Regions from separate parts of the Drosophila melanogaster genome. Here regions 1 and 3 are each linked to region 2. Evidence: chromatin contacts called from public Hi-C and targeted proximity ligation data. All regions are on one chromosome and are shown on one strand. The core of a region is the stretch at or near the end of the contact, and the rest is flanking DNA. Distances in the headings are between cores, read along the strand shown. Region 1 holds the start of hth (homothorax). Region 2 holds the start of Cyp12e1 (Cytochrome P450 12e1). Region 3 overlaps hth (homothorax).

Region 1 (3,598 bases), core at 323-2,822, 180 kb after region 2:
GGATTAACTAATATCTGAAGATTTTTAAAACTTTTTGCGTATTCTGGTTATAGATTGATTTGGTTACACTGGTAACATATCCATGATATGAAAACTGTTACAATATCATCATAAACTACAACCTGTAAGTGCCGTCGGCACCACTTGACTTGATTACAAATTGACTGAACCCCATTTGTTTTTTAGCCGTCGGAACTTGTTTAAGGATAACAACACTCTCGGGGGACCATTCTATATGGATTCTATATATTTAGAAAGTGAACTTTGGTGGATCTACTTACCCTGGGCTGAGCCATTAATGCTCTGGGAGCGACGTCTAACCCGATTTGTGCCACTTTTTACAGTAGGAACAACAAATGGGGGCGCAACACACTGACCGACGTCCCGCTCCGCCGCTGCAACTGCTTCGGTTTTAGGGAAGCTCTACTGTAGCTGCCCGTGTGGAGTCCTTAGATTTACTCTTGGCTTTTCCAGTTCTTCAGTTTTGGATGTTATTTTCTTGGATTTTTATATATGTTTTGCACTTTTTTCATGTATTGGGAAGCCTTTGCTTTTTGAACGCTTTGCTTCTTGATTTTGCTTTCTTTTTTTTTAACACAGGCACATTTGTTTAGATTTTATGTATTATTATTACGTTTGTATACTTGTTGTATTGTTGATGTTGTCGTTTTTGTTACGCGCGCGTTTGTTGTTTGTTTTCTAGAGCGGGAGATCTGGTTTTGAATGTTTTTTTTACTTGTGTGTTTGTTATAATAATTATTTACATAGCATTTGTTTGGTTTATAAAAATCGTATACAATTTGTTGTTGGTTGCCGTTGCAGTTGTTGTTGTTGATGTTCTTGGTATACTCGTGTATTGTAGTAGTTGCTGCAACATCATTTGTTACTGGGTTGCATTTGTTGTTGTCATAAATCCATGGCGTTTTTTCCCTTTTCCTCTCTCTCTCGTTTTGCGAGTTTCCTTGCCTTTTCCTTGGTTATTTTTATAGTAGTAGTTGTGGTTGCTTTTAATTTTTATTTGTTTGTCGTATACTCTTTTTGCTTTTTTCGTATAATATGCGCACTATTTATCACAGCTGCTTCTACATACTACGTTACTAGAGATGAACAAATTATATTGTTAATATATAATGCAATATATTCTGTTGTGTTTTTGCGACGGCAATTTGCGTGTTTCTTTGTTTTTGCGGGGGGATCGGCGGGATCCCCTCGTTGAAAGAAATTCCCTCCGCGGCCCTCAAATAACAGTATTTATTTTGGCCTTCAATTGTGAAAAGGAGAACTTTTCGATTGTGATTGAAAAACACACTAAAAAACGTGATTGTTTTGTTCGCGCGATGGAAAAACGCGCGCGATTTCCAAAGTGTTTCTTGTGTTGTTTATTTGTTGATTGATGGCAAAACGCGTGGTTAACGGGCAATAATAATAATCATAATAATAATAAACTTCACCGACGGCAACACTTTTTCGCTTTTCTTCTCTTTTTTATTCGAACGCAACGCAACACAGACACACGTCGTACGCGCTTCGCAGTCAAAAATACACTGTGCGGATGAAAGATATTTCATCGAAAAACCAACCCGCCAGATACGTTTGAATTTACGCTACAGTCGGACGTGTTTCCACTCCTAACATCGCTGTTAACTAACAGCGAAGAGAGCGCTGAGCGACAAACAACAGCAAAGTCAACGGGTGCAAGCGGTGCGGCATGATTGTCAATCATGCAGCTGCCCCGCTCTGTTCAGATGCAACAATTGTGCCATTAACTCGCTCTTGGCCATAACTCAGCGAGTGCAAGCGAGAGGAATATATGGTTTATGCGAACGCTCCGGCGAATTGCCTGCGCAGGCGCGCTCGCATCCTGGGCGACGATGACTGATTTGTTGGTACGCCTCTTCTGTCATACACACACTTGTCATTCACATGCATATACAGTACCGTACAGCGGTGTTCTATCTCTTTCTCTTTCTCAGTTTTCGCCTCTTTTTGCGCAATGTTCGCCGCGTTTGAAATTTATTTGGCTTTGGCCAAAAGGAGACGGCTTATGGGTTTTTCGCCCCTCTGCCGGCGTCGGCGTCGAAAATCAGCAAAAACCAATCCCATTTGTTATTTTCGCTTGAGTGAGTGGCAGTTGGCAGCTTGGCTCTTTTTCGCCGCACCTTTACAGGTTGAAAGGCAGCGAGAAAGCTTCAGTTGTCCATCAGCTTCAGCTTTCGCTCACTTTTCGCTCTCTTTTGGCGCCCCCACACACACTCGCACACACACACTTTTGCCCGAATAGGCAACGCCTTCGAAGAAAAGCGGCAAAAAAGAGAAGAAACTTGAAGGAGAAGAAGAAGAAACGTGGACGACAAAAACAAACTTTTCGCTGCAGTTCCTTTATTGCGTCCTTTTGGCTTGTAACGGTGATCTGGCCACTTTGGAAGGATATGCGATCCTGACAACAACAAACAGCTGTTCGAGTTTCTCCTCTCTCTCTCTTTCTTACTTCTTGGGGAACAACAACAAATGGAACGGCGATAAATTGTCAAAAACATTCGCTGAAAATTGCATATTTTGCAGGTCATTCTGCGCTCCTGTTTGGCGAATCTACTCTCATTTGGTTTTTTATATACCCTGTACAAATGGTGTTACATCTCAAACCAAAAATAAAAAATTGAGGAAACGGGCTTTTGCATTATTTGAACAAGTTTTTTGATGACAAGTATGTTTGGGCAATTTTCAGTCAATTGTGATATCTTCGGCGTGATTGTACAAATTTTTTTTTACATTTTAAACTAAAATAAATTAGTCCAATTTGTTTTACCAATAACTACAGGGTAACAAGGTATGCCAATCTTCGTATTCAGTCCGAAATCCTGTCTATTGTTGCTGTTATTGTTACTGTCGTGTCGTCGTCCTCGTGGCAGTTTAAAAAGCAGTTAACACATATTCCCAGGCCATTTTTCACCAGCGTATTTTTGGCTTGGCGCTGCAGTTGCCATTACGCCGAAAGAGACGGGGATACTGGCGAGCGAGAGAGACGGGGCGATTTGGCCGGCGTTTTTAGGAAAATGAAAAATAGCCTTGTTTGTTTTCCGACGCTCGCCAAAAGGATTTCCCGTGTCTGTTTTCGCTGGTCAAAAAGATGATGTTGCACTTAATCTGGTTGCCATTTCATCCCGAAATCCCAAACCCCCAAAATCTTGGGAACTATGTATGATATAGGTGCTCTGTTTCTGCGTCTTGTCAACACTTTGACAAATTTATGAGACTTTGATTGATTTGCGGTTGCTTTTTCCCTTTTTTCGTTTCGGGACTCGCTTTCTTTTGGCTTTTTCAGACGTCCAACTTTTGTGCGTCTGCTCGGGCCAAAAGCCAAGTAATTTATGTGAAACAAAAATCACATAAAATCGAATCAATTAAGTGCAATAAATTAGTGAAACGCTTAAGTGTGGGAACTTTTCAGACTTATCGGTGACCAAGTTAAATTCGAATAGATCGATCGACGCGGTAGCAAAGTTCAAGGATCCCAACGAAATGTTAGACAAATGAAGTTTATTTGTTTAAGAAAACTCGAGGTTTTCTGAGAAGCGCTAATTGAGGAATAGAATATACT
Region 2 (3,456 bases), core at 346-2,845:
TCATAAATGTATTTATGGCACCCAAAAAACTGTATTGTTTTAGCAACTCTTTCTGCGTTCTATTCTCTTCCTATTATCCTTTTTCTTTATTCTGTGCAAGGTCCTACCCTTTTGCCCTATGCTCTGCTATTTGTAAAATAATAACATAAAATATGGCTGGCCTTGAACAATTTACTTTTATTTTATTATTATTGCCCAGCCTCCGTTGAAACTCCGCTTCAACATGTGAATCGTTCTTTCCTCTCTTTCCTTTTGTAAATGTGGGTGTATGTGTGTTTTCGTGTGGGTGAGATGTCTGCATTGTTGTTGCGCCCCGCTTTTAGCTTCATTAAATTTATGTTGCAACCCACCCGCCGACCCCGCTTACTCCAAATATCCTGGGCCTAGTTGCACGTGCCGCGTGGCCGTAAAACAGATCGTAAAAGTTTATTACTTGCGGCTTTTGTTTGTTACTCTGTATGTGTGTGCTGCTTTCTCTTTTCCCTACGACTATGTGTGTGTGTGTGTGTGTGGTGCGCTCTCGCCTTTTCGATGTGTTTGTGTGAACCGCCGTCGCTGTCAGCTGTCAAATTGAATTTGTTTATATTGCCAACAGCTCGCCGCTCCAACAGGTTTCATTTTCACTCCCGTCCCGGAAATCATTGCGTCATGCTGATATTTTGTATTTTAACACCCCTCCGTCGCCCTCTGACTGCCACGCCCCCTTTTTTCCGGCCACGTCATCCTCAGGCTTTGTGTTTAGGCTGCAAAAGTCGATTTTTGTTGGTTTAGGTCAGTTTAGTTAGCTGGCTTTGACAGCTCAAAGTCGAGGTCAACTTTTGTATGCCCATCATCAGCTGTCTCTGTGTGAGTGTGAGTGTGAGCGAGCGTGTGTGTGCGTGCTCGAGTGTCCCTGTGTGTGTGACTGGGTTTCAGTCGGTGGGTGTGTATGTCCTTACACAGGATATATTTATGGGCCCGCTTGTCGAGACGCTTACACTCGCTGCGACGCGTCCTTGTCAGTTGCCAAAAACATAAAAAATCGATTTTATTATAGCCGTCAGTCTGGCCCGTCTATATAGATTTTCTGTCACCGCTGATATTGCCTTTGTCTGGGTATCGTTGTCCCTGTGTGGGTGTGTGTTGGTGACAGGCTTAAATTTCCGGCGGCTCTGCTAAGGTTTTTAAAGATCTAACAGGGTCAACGTTGCGTATGCGTTATGTGTAAGTTAGCTAGGGAAATTATAAGCTTAACATGAATTTAGATACCTTAACAGATAGTGAACGCTATGTGGCGACTATTAGAGTTTGAATGTATCATACACTTATGCTAAACATTGGATTTATTTGTAGAATGAGTACACAGAAATAACAGACGAAAGACAAAATATAGAATTAAGATAGGCATTCCAATTATGACATCACAAAAGCTTATTTCCAAGTTTTGCAATCTTTCCAACGAAATCGAGACCAAAACAAATTGCTGAAAAAAACATAAACAAAATTAATCAAATATTCACCCGCTGAGAAAAAGAGCGAACTGGAAAGCTTTGCAAAGCTCACTAAATGTGAATTAATTCAAAAAGTTTACTAATCGAAAGTTGAAAGAATCTTTTTAGTCTGCAAAATGTTGTCAACGCAGTGGAACGCAAATAAACAGATCTCTAGGCAGATCTACCAGCTATGCAGGGGTCTGGCCCAAAAGGTAAGGAAAATATATTTTAAATATATATTTATATGTGTATGTAGCATAAATCAATAGGCCACAGCAGTGAACTTGGAAGAGGCCAAACCTTATGCTGATATTCCGGGACCCAGTAAATTGCAATTGATCAGAGCTTTTCTGCCGGGCGGTAAGTGAAGGAAAAGCTTTCCAGTATTCTCTCATTCGAGAATTGTTGATCTTTTGTTGAAATCCTCTCTTAAGGTCTCTATAAGAATTTGCCGGTCCACGAAATGTTTCTCGATATGAACCGACAATATGGAAGTATCTTTCGGATGCCCAGTGTGGCAGGAACCGATTTGGTGCTAACGATGAATCCTCAGGACTACGAAGTAATCTTTCGAAACGAGGGTCAGTATCCTTATAGAAGGAGTTTTGAGGTAATGGACTACTTTAAAAGGGTTCACCGGCGGGAAGTATTCGATGGCTATGATGGGTTGACTTCGGGGTAAGTAAACTAGATTTGAGGAGTAATATGACATTTATAAACTTTTAGAAATGGACCTGCTTGGGGCAAAATGCGCACTGCTGTCAATCCCATTTTGTTGCAACCACGTAACGCCAAGCTTTATATGACGAATTTGGTACAAGTAAGCGATGAGTTTCTGGAGCGGTAAGCAATGTTAGAATTTTCACTAAAATCTAAAAGAACTTCTTTAATTAAATTTAAGCATTCGCATTATTCGAGATCCTGTTACGCAAGAGATGCCAGATGACTTTGCCGTGGACATTCGGCATTTGGTGATCGAATCGATTTGCTCTGTTGCCCTGAACACACATCTTGGCTTATTGGGAGAACAGCGGAATAACAAGGATATTCAAAAGCTCGTCTTGGCTCTGCAAGATGTAGTTGAGCTGGGCTTTCAGCTGGACATTATGCCCGCATTTTGGAAATATTTGCCAATGCCTAATTTCAAGAAGCTCATGCGTTCATTGGATACAATTACGGACTTTTGCTATTTCCACATTGGGAACGCTTTAAAACGGATCGAGGAGGACGCCAAGGCTGGAACACTGAATGAGATTGGTTTGGAAACTAGCCTGCTGGAGAAGCTGGCCCGCTTCGATCGCCAAACAGCAGTGATTATAGCCATGGATTTGCTATTTGCAGGAGCGGATCCTGTAAGTTTACAATTGAATCACTTCAAAATTATTAAAGTTCATTCTATTTCATTGGCAGACTCTTGTAACCCTAGGAGGAATCTTATTCAGCCTGTCCAAGAGTCCTGACAAGCAGGCTCGACTTCTGGAGGAGATCAGGGGAATATTACCCAACAAGGACTCATCGCTGACCATAGAAAATATGAGAAATCTGCCCTATCTAAGGGCCTGCATCAAGGAGGGCATTCGCATGTATCCCATTGGCCCGGGAACCCTTCGCCGAATGCCCCACGATGTGGTGCTCAGTGGATATAGAGTTGTGGCCGGAACGGATGTTGGCATTGCGGCCAACTACCAGATGGCCAATATGGAGCAGTTTGTGCCCAAGGTTCGAGAATTTATCCCTGAGAGGTGGCTGCGCGATGAATCCAACTCCCATTTGGTGGGTGAAACTGCCACTCCTTTTATGTATCTTCCCTTTGGTTTTGGACCAAGATCTTGCGCAGGCAAGAGGATTGTGGATATGATGCTGGAGATCGCCATTTCGCGGTTGGTAAGAAACTTTAAGATCGGGTTTGACTATCCCATTGAAAATGCGTTTAAGGCACAGTTCTTTGTGCAACCAAACATTCCCTTTAAGTTTAAGTTTATAG
Region 3 (3,363 bases), core at 260-2,759, 130 kb after region 2:
AGCCATTTTGTTTGGGGGGTTGAATTTTTAATTAAAGCCAGTGGAGGTGCAAAACTCCTTGGAACAGCCCGAACAATTCAATATGGCTGACTGAAATCGTTCGCCCCCTTTGGCAGCCATCACTTTTGGCAGGCAAATTGCTTTACTAAGAATTTTCCACAAATGAATGAATGGATGTGCGAGTGTGAGTGTGTGTGCGGGGTATAATTTCAATCAAATGGCAAGTTAATTACACACAATTATTGTGTACACTCAGACAGACAAAAGGCTTAAAGTTTGTTCAAGTTTGCTTTAAGTTTATTGAAATTAAAGGCGCTAAGCTCTCGGGAAAAGTGTTCACCTCACCATCACATTTATTTATTTCTTTATTCACACAATAATTCCATATTAATCAGCGTCTAAGTCATCGGCTATCAGTATTTTAATTAAACACCAATAATTACGCACATTTCAGGCCGACTGCTATCATATCTTCAGAATTCGAACATACATCCACAGGCAATGACAAATTAATTTTCCAGTTAAATTCCAGCTCGAGTGGCAACATTTTAATTTCATGTCGAAACACTTGACATAATTAAACTAAACCGGAGAACAGCAAGTCGACTATTTTAGATCCAAGCACGGCAAATTACTCATACGCCGTGTTGCAGCTCCCTTGTGACCATTATCTAACCAAGAATCTTGACTTCCCATGCTGTCCGCTATCAGCAGCCAACGAAAGCCAAACCCAAACCCGAACCCAAAATAACAATAAAACATGAGCGAGAATGGAGAATGGAGAATGAATGCCTAAAGTACAGGTCTGTGATTAAATATTTATAGGCTGATAACAGCCAAATTGAAGCACTGGCTGCCGTAGCTCAAAAAAAAAAAAAAAGAAATTTGGAAATCTTGTGCAAACAATGAAATTAGTATTTTGATAATAAAAATTCAGAAGCTACCTGAAAAAACTACTCGGCTTCCCGAAGAAGTCAGGAATATAAGTAAGGTAAAATAATAAATAGATAAGGCAGCGGTGGCGCGCAATTGTGACTCTATCAAACTTATCATTTGTTTGCCTTTGCTATTATGTTACACAAACAGTGGAAACGTTGAGACTGCAGGCCCGAAAAAAAGGTACAAAAACACTATAAATAAATAGGAAAATACATAGAGGTATCCATCCATCCCAAGGAGGAAAGGCTCGGCGGAAATGGAGCAAATGGAGCTGCACGCGATTTTACATTTCGCACAGATCGGATTTATCTGCTCCACAAATCTCGCAGCTATCAATTTGAACTTTTCGCTCACACAGCCCCAGATTAACCAGTCGGAGAAAAAGAAAAAAATGGGAAAAAATGTCGGAGAGATGGGGTCTCCAGAACTTTGGACTCTAGTTTTCCTTATTTTTTCCTCTTTTAATTTGCACCTGAGTGCATTTCTCGCTGCGGCTGCCATGCAAATAAGATAATTATTCAAATGGCATGTTTCACACAATTCCAACACAAATTCCTGGGGATGCAAACGGGAGGGAGGGAAATCACGAAAGCCAATGGAATCATTTTCTTGCCGGCAAAAGATATCAAGATAGCGACATGCAAATGCTGCAATGATCGCGAGAAATAGATTTGCATAAGAGGCTTGCAGACTGGCTTGCATGTGAGAACATTAATCGTGTAATTAATTTAATGCATGTGTATGCAAAGTAATTTCATGTAAACTGTCACGCCCCCTCTCCCCTTTGCCCATTCTGTTTTTCCCCATTTTTACCCGACTCCCCACCTTTTTTTTTTTTTTTTTTTTTTTGTAGCGTGCTAAAAAGTCTCCCGGGACAAACGAAAATCCAGCGGAAAGACAACGACATCGGTCCCCAAACCAATACCCAAAACCCAAAAGCCAAGACCCCAGACAGTGTCAAATAGATTCCGCTGGCCGATAGAGACGACAACCTGGCCCAGAGATTAGCCAAGACATCGGACCGGGCCAGCAGGATCCCGATTCCGATTCGCAGTACGATTCCGATCCCAAATCGGACACTTCGTGGACGTTTCCCTGTCAGCAGACTAACGCAAATCCCAGCTACAACGACGCTCGCATTCGAGAGACCCAAACATTTTCATTTCGCAAGCGGGGAGATTTCATAGATTGCATTTTGCAAGTGCCCCAAGGTGTTGGCCAACTTATCGCCTCGCCGGCTTGTTCCTTTTGGCCCGGCCGATAAGCTGACAGCTGAAATTAGCCCGACTAGAGGAAACATGCCCAGAGACGAGGCATTACAAGGATTTGTCGCTGTCTGGCGAGTCATGCCTCAAAAAAATGCCATTGCCAGTGGTTGTGGTGCTGGTGGAATGGGCGGGGTTGTATGGTACGGTATGTCATGCCCTCTGGAAGCCCAAAAGTGTCGAGTCACCTCGACGGGCAGCATAATACGAAATTCATACAGTATTATTGATATGAACACACTGATAAATGGCCCAGAGTGACTCAAATGTAGATCAAAGATTCGCGCGAGCTACGCATTCCAAATAAACTCCCCAGTTCCCTGTTAGCCCCTTTCAAATAGGAGAGTGTTACACTGAGAAAAGCGAAAATATTCTTTAAGTTGAGAGATAATACGCAAGGTAAAATTATGGTGCATATTCAATATATCTATGAATAAAACTGTTTAATCAAACAGAATGATAGGTTTGTTGACAATCAATAATCATATAACTTTTTTATTGATTTGGCTTATTGATCAATTTAATACACCAATTTCCCTCAGTGCCATGAAATTTCTCATCTGAATGCGATCTGAACACTCTTGTTTTGAATTTTAGCCCAGTCATCTTTGCCGCGAACTTCAGCACGGCGCTTTTGAGTTCTGTGTATTATTTCATTCTTCTTTTTTTCCCCTTTTTAGAGACAGTCTTTTGAATAGAGGGGCGGTCGAGTCTTTAAAAGCCTGGCCTGGCCAAAAGTGTCGCATCATGGCCAGTGCGAGCAGCAGACTGGAAGACGACGTCGCCATGGCCATGACGAGGCACAAGTTCCGCCCCTCGACTCCCAGAGCCAACATTACCATTCCCAGTCCCACTCCCATATTTCCCCCGAAAAGCCACTGCCTGTGCCTCTCCAGAAATAAGTAAGAGTACTTAAGGTTGAATCATGCCGGCCACTGCCAAATCAATTAGACCTGGTCGTGAGCCTCACTTTTTGGCCATTACTCGCCGCTTTGTCAGCCCCGCAGAGGGCCATAAAAATTAGAAAATTTGATTATTGCAACACGAAGCGTTGCCCGAGATTGAGTTTGGTTCAAGTCAGAGTAGCAGGAGTAGCATTTCGGAAGTGAATTGGAATGGCGACCTGGTAGGCAGGACGTCCCACTGGGCCGGGCCATTT

The links. Hi-C and Micro-C count contacts between places; a contact is called where the count stands out from the background.
Region 1: a Hi-C map of the Kc167 cell line shows a contact between it and region 2, with 2.4 times the contacts expected there. A contact is called at or near these places in 23 of 107 Hi-C or Micro-C datasets (the Clone 8 cell line, the Kc167 cell line, the PNm cell line and 8 more) and 1 of 7 datasets of targeted methods (the Kc167 cell line).
Region 3: a contact with region 2 is called in a targeted proximity ligation map of the Kc167 cell line, with 4 times the contacts expected there. A contact is called at or near these places in 6 of 107 Hi-C or Micro-C datasets (the Clone 8 cell line, the Kc167 cell line, the Ras3 cell line and 3 more) and 1 of 7 datasets of targeted methods (the Kc167 cell line).

The regions. Positions count from the first base shown.
Region 1 is chr3R:10,612,704-10,616,301 of dm6, forward strand. It overlaps hth (homothorax), which reads right to left and starts at 1,573. Exons shown (of 14, transcript NM_057228.5): 1 at 282-1,573. The coding sequence starts at 296.
Region 2 is chr3R:10,433,194-10,436,649 of dm6, forward strand. It overlaps Cyp12e1 (Cytochrome P450 12e1), which reads left to right and starts at 1,596. Exons shown (of 6, transcript NM_141746.4): 1 at 1,596-1,684; 2 at 1,742-1,832; 3 at 1,907-2,150; 4 at 2,199-2,315; 5 at 2,374-2,824; 6 at 2,883-3,456. The coding sequence starts at 1,607.
Region 3 is chr3R:10,566,087-10,569,449 of dm6, forward strand. The region is part of intron 6 of hth (homothorax); the gene reads right to left. Among named protein-coding and RNA genes, the nearest start is that of hth, 47 kb to the right of the region's middle.